Regions from separate parts of the Pan troglodytes genome. Here region 2 is linked to region 1. The links are chromatin contacts, called in public HiChIP or PLAC-seq maps. All regions are on one chromosome and are shown on one strand. The core of a region is the stretch at or near the end of the contact, and the rest is flanking DNA. Distances in the headings are between cores, read along the strand shown. Region 1 holds the start of ITGB3BP (integrin subunit beta 3 binding protein). Region 2 holds the start of ALG6 (ALG6 alpha-1,3-glucosyltransferase).

The links. HiChIP or PLAC-seq counts read pairs in DNA pulled down with a chosen protein or histone mark.
Region 2: an H3K4me3 HiChIP or PLAC-seq map of stem cell-derived excitatory neurons shows a contact between it and region 1, with 2.2 times the contacts expected there. The contact joins the promoter of ALG6 here to the promoter of ITGB3BP in region 1. A contact is called at or near these places in 1 of 7 Hi-C or Micro-C datasets (stem cell-derived neural progenitor cells) and 1 of 1 datasets of contacts at active chromatin or transcription factors (stem cell-derived excitatory neurons).

Annotation. Positions count from the first base shown.
Region 1 is chr1:167,465,851-167,469,302 of NHGRI_mPanTro3-v2.0_pri, forward strand. It overlaps ITGB3BP (integrin subunit beta 3 binding protein), which reads left to right and starts at 1,517. Exons shown (of 10, transcript XM_063801208.1): 1 at 1,517-1,877. The coding sequence starts at 1,606. It overlaps EFCAB7 (EF-hand calcium binding domain 7), which reads right to left and starts at 1,513. Exons shown (of 14, transcript XM_063801147.1): 1 at 1,198-1,513.
Region 2 is chr1:167,621,181-167,624,385 of NHGRI_mPanTro3-v2.0_pri, forward strand. It overlaps ALG6 (ALG6 alpha-1,3-glucosyltransferase), which reads right to left and starts at 1,394. Exons shown (of 15, transcript XM_016919768.3): 1 at 1,273-1,394.

The DNA.
Region 1 (3,452 bases), core at 267-2,766:
CATCTTGTCTTATCCCTATTACAGTGGTCAGGTATTTTTTTGTCCGTTTTACAGATGAGGAAATTGAGGGGTAGCGATGTCACCCAGCTAGCAGTATTTCACGAACAGTTTCTTCTTTGTTAATGTGGATATAGTACTGAACAATGGTTACTATGGGGTATTAGATTCTACTGGTGGTCTAACAGCTTCCAATATTACTCTACCCAGCTTTGACTTCTAAAAATAGATCTCCAACCTAATAAATTGAATATTTCAAGTTCAATAATAAGATGACACAGGTAGGGTCCCCTTCAGGACTCATTGCATTCCTACTCAGGAGGCCTAAATCACTTGCACCTTTTCGAATTATATAGATCATTTACACTTGGGAAAGAAAGATAATAATTGCTTATCATGGATGAAGTACCCTATTTATAATACGCAGGCCGCCTGCCTGACACTTTCATATTACACCAGATTTAGAAGGACCCCACAGGGATGTGGTGTCACAGTCTGGTTACTGCAAATTGGTAATACTATAATTAAGCATCAGAGTTCTAAACACATATGTGTGCATGCATCTCCTCACAAATGTGAAAGAAAACTGTTTCAAGAAGTAAGGGAGAATGAATTTCACTTTGCAATAAGCAATTTTAAAATATAAGTATATTTTAGGATCGTCCTCAAATATTCTTTCCAAACAAGGCAACTCCCTCACATGGAAATCCCAAGGCAGAAATGTGCCAGAATTTTATTCTTTTCCTTTCTGTGACGAGAAACCAAACTAAAGCTTAAATAAACATATAATTGCACCCCCCGCAGGCTTGGAAACCTCCCTTCCTTAAAACTCCGGCCCGAGACTGAGACAGGGGCCTAGAGAGTACATTGCAGCAAACGGCTCCATAAATAACCAGCCACACAATAGCAAGAAAAATAAACTGTTAACAAGCGCCTAAGGCTTCTACAGGGCCAAGTGAAAACAGAAAGCCATCCAGTCACCGTCCCTACACAGTGAAATACCGTCACAGGTAATCTCGGGCACCATCTCTCTATTTTTGTATTCCTCTGGAAATAAAACCGCATTTACATGTACATTTTAGGTACATACATGGACCAAATGTTTATGACAGAGAAGTAGACAAAGCAGAGGAAGGAGAAGCAGCTGCACAGAGAGGGACAGAGGGAGCGAAGAGACAGAGACAGCGAGCTGTTTGCTACCTAATTCTAGCTCACAAACAAGGAAGCGCAGCCAATTCTCTTCGGCGATTCAGCGTTCCTCTCACCGCAGCTGGGCAGATCTCGGCCTTTCTCTAATCACCATGGCAACTGCACCTCACCGCCACCGGAAATAAGATGCAGAGCCCTTCTCCAAACGATCCGGCTAGAAATCTAGGAAGCGCTGATCCAGAGCGCACAGAGACAGCTGTGTTGCTCCTCTATCGCGGGGGTGGTATGGCCAGAGTAGTGAGAGAAGGTGCTCTGTTACACCAGCAGGAAATAGGTGCTGTCCTGGGCCTAGACTCCCCGCCCGCTCCTTTGCTCGCGCACACCCGGATCTTTCGTCGCGGGGAGGATGTTTCCGCCCGGCCGCGGTGGGCTTGACGCAACGTCCAGCGCGCGCTTTTCATGCCTTGGCGTTTCCTTTGGCGGATTTTCTGTTTTCGGAAGTTGCTGGGTTCATTTTATTCAGCGGCAGTGGTGCTTTCCCGAATCTCAGAATGCCGTAGGTATCTCCTCCCCAGGTATTGCTGTTTTGGGGGCCCTCTGCAAGAAGAGAAGACATTATGTGGCCCAATAGCCTTTCTCGTTTTCCTATTTTTTCGGAGTATGAGCTTGTCTCCTCTGTCCACAGACAGTTCTCTTCGCTTGGTACCCTCAACTCTACGTCTCCTCCAGAGGTACTCATACGATAGTCCTCCTTCGCTTTCTGTTTCTACGATGCTTTTGACAGATTTCGTAAACTGTGGGCTGTATTTAGGTGATGTCTAACTTGAAATAACATAAATAAGGTTGACACACAGGATGGGACAGAGTAGATAAAAACACGCCTTCGTAGTTTGTCAGTCCCTTGCCTTCATTAATGTGGCGCGTTCGTGTAAACCCGTGGGAGAACTCATGGACTGAGTGGGTCTAGATACCTGGATACCAGATAAGACTCTTTCACTGTTGGGCAAGTCACTTATCGACCCTGAGCTTCGTTTTTTTTACTTACACAAATAAGTTTGTACTGCATGATCTCTAAATTCCCATCTATGACCAATAATCTGATTATTGAGAATGACCATAGTGGGAATAGGCATTGTGCTAGATAATATTCATCTGTTTTTCATATCCTTCATCCATCCTATATTGAGATGCATAAAATAGTTGCTACCCTATAGAAACTTAAAAAAGCCATTAAAGGTTGGGGGAGTGGGGTGGATATCAAACACCTGTAATTTCTCCTTGGCCGTCCTTGTCCTCAGGTTGATTTAGGTACCCCCTCTAGTGTAACCTGTTCCTTAGTTTATTTCAGGATTAAGTAAAATGCAAAGTAACACAGCTGGGGAAATTTTTGTATCAAATAGGAATTGACATGAAAGGGGAAAGCTGTACAGAAATGATAACCTATATTTATTGAATCTTGAATTACAATGTGGGTGCTGTGTTAATCAATTTATCTACGTTTTTTCATTGAATCCTAAAATACTTTAGGGGATGGGGGCTGCTATTATCTTTACAGATAAAGAAACCCATCACCTAATAGGGTGTTCAACACAGCTGCCAATAAATGCATGTTTTACTGATGCCCTTAAAAGTTATGGATTATTGAGGAGGTTTTCCTTTCCCCAGAATTAAGCAAAGAGATTTGTCTCCCTACTCTTGCATTAGAAAAATCATCCAGTTCTCAAATAAACAAAGCTGCAAAGATAATGTCACACAATCACACACACAGAATCCCTAAGAATACAGTGAAAACAGAGGTGTATTTGCCAAACAAGTGGTAATACCTCCTGAACTGTGTGTATCTGTGTATAGGAGTGGGGAACCAAAAAACTATGAAAAGTGGAACTTTTTTTTTCTTTTTTTGAGGCAGAGTCTGGCTCTGTTGCCCAGGCTGGAGTGCAGTGCTGTGATCACAGCTCACTGCAGCCTCTACCTCCTGGGCTCCCACACGCCACCATGCCTAATTTTTTTATTTTGTAAAGACAGTGTCTCCCTGTGTTGCCCAGCCTGGTCTTGAAGTCCTGGGCTTAAGTGATCCTTCCACCTCAGCCTCCCAATGTGCTGGGACTATAGGAGTTAGCCACTGTGTCAGGCCTAAAAGTGGACCTTTTTGACAACTGTCTTCCTAACATACGCACACAAGATGTTATATTAGGCTTTTAGATAAGTATATTCTGGTAATAAATACACAACCTTAAAGTTGAGGTTAACATCTCACATATATAGCTAATATATATGTGAAACTAGCAATTACTTTGCTAATTTTC
Region 2 (3,205 bases), core at 144-2,643, 160 kb after region 1:
GGGTGCCCAGAGGTGTTCTGAAATGCTGTGAATCTTGCTTCTTGATTTGAGTAGTGGTTAGGAAATGTGTTGACTTTAGGATAAATTAACAAGTTACAACTTATAATTTGCGTACAGTATTTTTCTATATGGTATATTCCAATTTAAAAAGCATAAAAGGGGCTGGGCGCAGTGGTTCACCCCTGTAATCCCAGCACTTTGGGAGGCCGAGGCAGGTGGATCACCTGAGGTCAGGAGTTCGAGACCAGCCTGGTCAACATGGTGAAACCCCATCTCTACTAAAAATACAAAAATTAGCTGGGCGTGGTGGTGCGTTCCTGTAATCCCAGCTACTCGTGAGGCTGAGGCAGGAAAATCGCTCGAACCCGGGAGGCAGAGGTTGCAGTGAGCCGAGATCGTGCCACTGCACTCCAGCCTGGGCGACAGAGCAAGACTCTGTCTCAATTAAAAAAAAAAAAGTGTAAAAGGAAATTACTTGGATGTGTTGACTAAAGGCTCCCTGTGAGCAGGGATCCTCCTGTCTTAGTCGTTGCTCTCTGTTCCCCACTTGTAGAACAGTGTTAGCAGAAGGCAGGTACCCAAGAAGTATTTGCTGAATGGAGCTGTGTGCGTCTGTGTGTACGAAGCGGGGAGGTACCCTAATTTTACTGAGCCCTGTGTGGTTAAAGATATTATGCGAGGCTTTTAACGACTCTCTTCTGCTTAAACCAGAAAAAGGGTTATTTGCGACTTTTTCCACCTGTAAATCAGAAAACAGTAATTTTCTAACCCATCCACTGGCCACGAAGTTGCTAGGCAGGCAGTAGATGCGCTTTTCGTCCTCCTTTGCCCTGACGGTGCATCTCGACAAATGCCAAGCCCGCCGTCCCCATCCCAGAGCCGACTTTGCTCCTTTTAGTCTGAAAGGTCCTTCCACCGCAGTGGACACAACACCGGGGAGTGCAGCTATCCCGGGCGTGTATATGGGGCGAAAGGGATCTCTTCTCGCGTTTCTCCGCCCCTCCTCTTGAGGGCCAGGCCCTCAGAACCGCAAGGACAAGGGTGCCAGGACCGCCCCAGCCTGCAAGTGCCACCACTATCACCGCGTCCCCTCACCCGACCCACAAGCGACCCTGCAGGAAGGGCTGGGGAGGCCTCGTGTCGCGTCCCTGGGAGTGGAGCGGAGCTGGGAGACGGGTCGCCAGCTCTGCGCCGCCTCGTGGCGCGTCCAAGCCCCCGGCACCTCCCCACACTGGCCTGGGGTCCGGAACCCCCGGGATCCCATGCTCTTACCCCGCCGCCCGCCGGCCGCTGGGATTCGCGCCTGCCGTGGGTCCCAGGAAGGCGCATGCGCGCTCGCCCCCGCGGCGGACTGCCCCTCTGGCCTTCCGCCTCCGTGTGCCCGCGCACCACCCGCGCGCCCGGTGCGGGAGCGAGCCCGTCGAGCGTGAGGGGAGGGGCGGGCAACCTGGCCTGGACAGGAGGCGGCCGGCTTAGGAGGCGGGGCAAGAGCCGATGGAACCCGAGAGGTTCCCAGCCCCGGGTTAGGCTAGGGGCAGATGGAAAGCCCCTTGCTCTTCTTTCCTGGGATCGTGGCCAAGGCCGGAGCGGCTGCTTAGCCAACGGATTCCTGTCAGGGGCGGGCCCTGGCTTGCTGCACTGAGCAGAGAGCCTTGGCCGGTCCTCACCACCGGGCAGTAGGGCTTCCTCTGGGCCTGTGCCCTCGAGGAGCCAGAAAGCCAACCTGCTTCACTTTCTTCCAGCCACATGCCTGCGAAGAAGAAGACTGGGCAGCCCCCTAAAGTAAGAAACATTGAACATCCAACCATTTGTGAGAGCCTGTGCGTTGTGCAAAAGGACAGCCCTGCCCTCGAGTAGCCACTACACGTGCCCCAGCGGGCAGCTTGAATCACCTGGTCCCAAACTTGCCAAAAATACCTATCTAGTAAGTTAGTAAGACCTGCACACTTTTCCTTTTGCATTGATCCCTTCCTTTCCAGTTCCACTATTTCCATCTCAGTCTAGGCTTCTGTCCAATCACGCATGGACGGCTGTGATGATTTTTACTTGCCTTCCTTTGTTCAGAGAGTGCCCTCATTCCCCACTTCTGAATCTTGCCATTCTACGTAAGCCAACCCCTATAATTTGTAAGTGTTAGCAAATATTTGGCTAGGACTATGGCTTTCTACTGAGTCTGAATAACTTCTCTCTGGGCCTCAGTTTCTTCAACTGTGAAAGGAATCAGTAGGGCTAGGTGAACTTCCAGGTCTAAAATATGATTATATCTAAAAGACCATCAGCACTGGGAATATGGAGAAATATGGCAGGTCCCTGCCCTCAAGGCATTTAATTCTCATTGGAAAGACATTTTTATGCCTAAAAGGATAAAAAGCTATAGAAGGAAACACATACTAAATGTTACATTACTTACATATGCACTAAGCACTGTAGGAGTTAGGAGAAGAGGGTTCACTGTAAACTGCAAACCATCAGGAAATGCTTTTCCTGGAGGAGTCAGCTGAGCTTTGAAGGAAAGCCTGGCTGGATAAGCCCAGAGAATGAGAGTAAGAATCTAGACAAAGGAAATGGTTCAAGCCAAATATTGTGGCAGCTGAAAAGTGTAGAACATTTCCTCTAGTTTAGGTGGTGGGTGATGAAGCTGGAAAGGACTGGTAATTGTAGAGAGCCTTGAATACCAGGCTATGGTGTCTGGAATGTATCCAGTGATCAGTAAGGGGCTATTAAATGACTTTTAGCAGGGAGTCAAGTATACAGTACAGTTACAGTGTTAGAGAAAACTTAAAGTGGTGAAAATGGATCAGATGAATCAGAGGGAGACTATAGCAGTCCATGCATGATTAGACAAGGGCTTGGACTGAGATGGCAATAGTGGAACTGCAAAGGGAGAGATCAATGCAAGAAGAAACATGTACAGGTCTTTTTTTTTTTTTTTTTTCTGAGACGCAGTTTCGCTCTTCTTCTCTTGTTGCCCAGGCTGGGGAGCGATGGCGCGATCTTGGCTCACCACAACCTCCACCTCCCGGGTTCAAGCGATTCTCCTGCCTCAGCCTCCCGAGTAGCTGGGATTACAGGCATGCACCACCACACCTGGCTAATTTTGTATGTTTAGTAGACATAGGGTTTCTCTGTGTTGGTCAGGCTAGTCTCGAACTCCTGACCTCAGGTGATCTGCCTGCCTCGGCCTCCCAAAGTGCTGGGATTACAG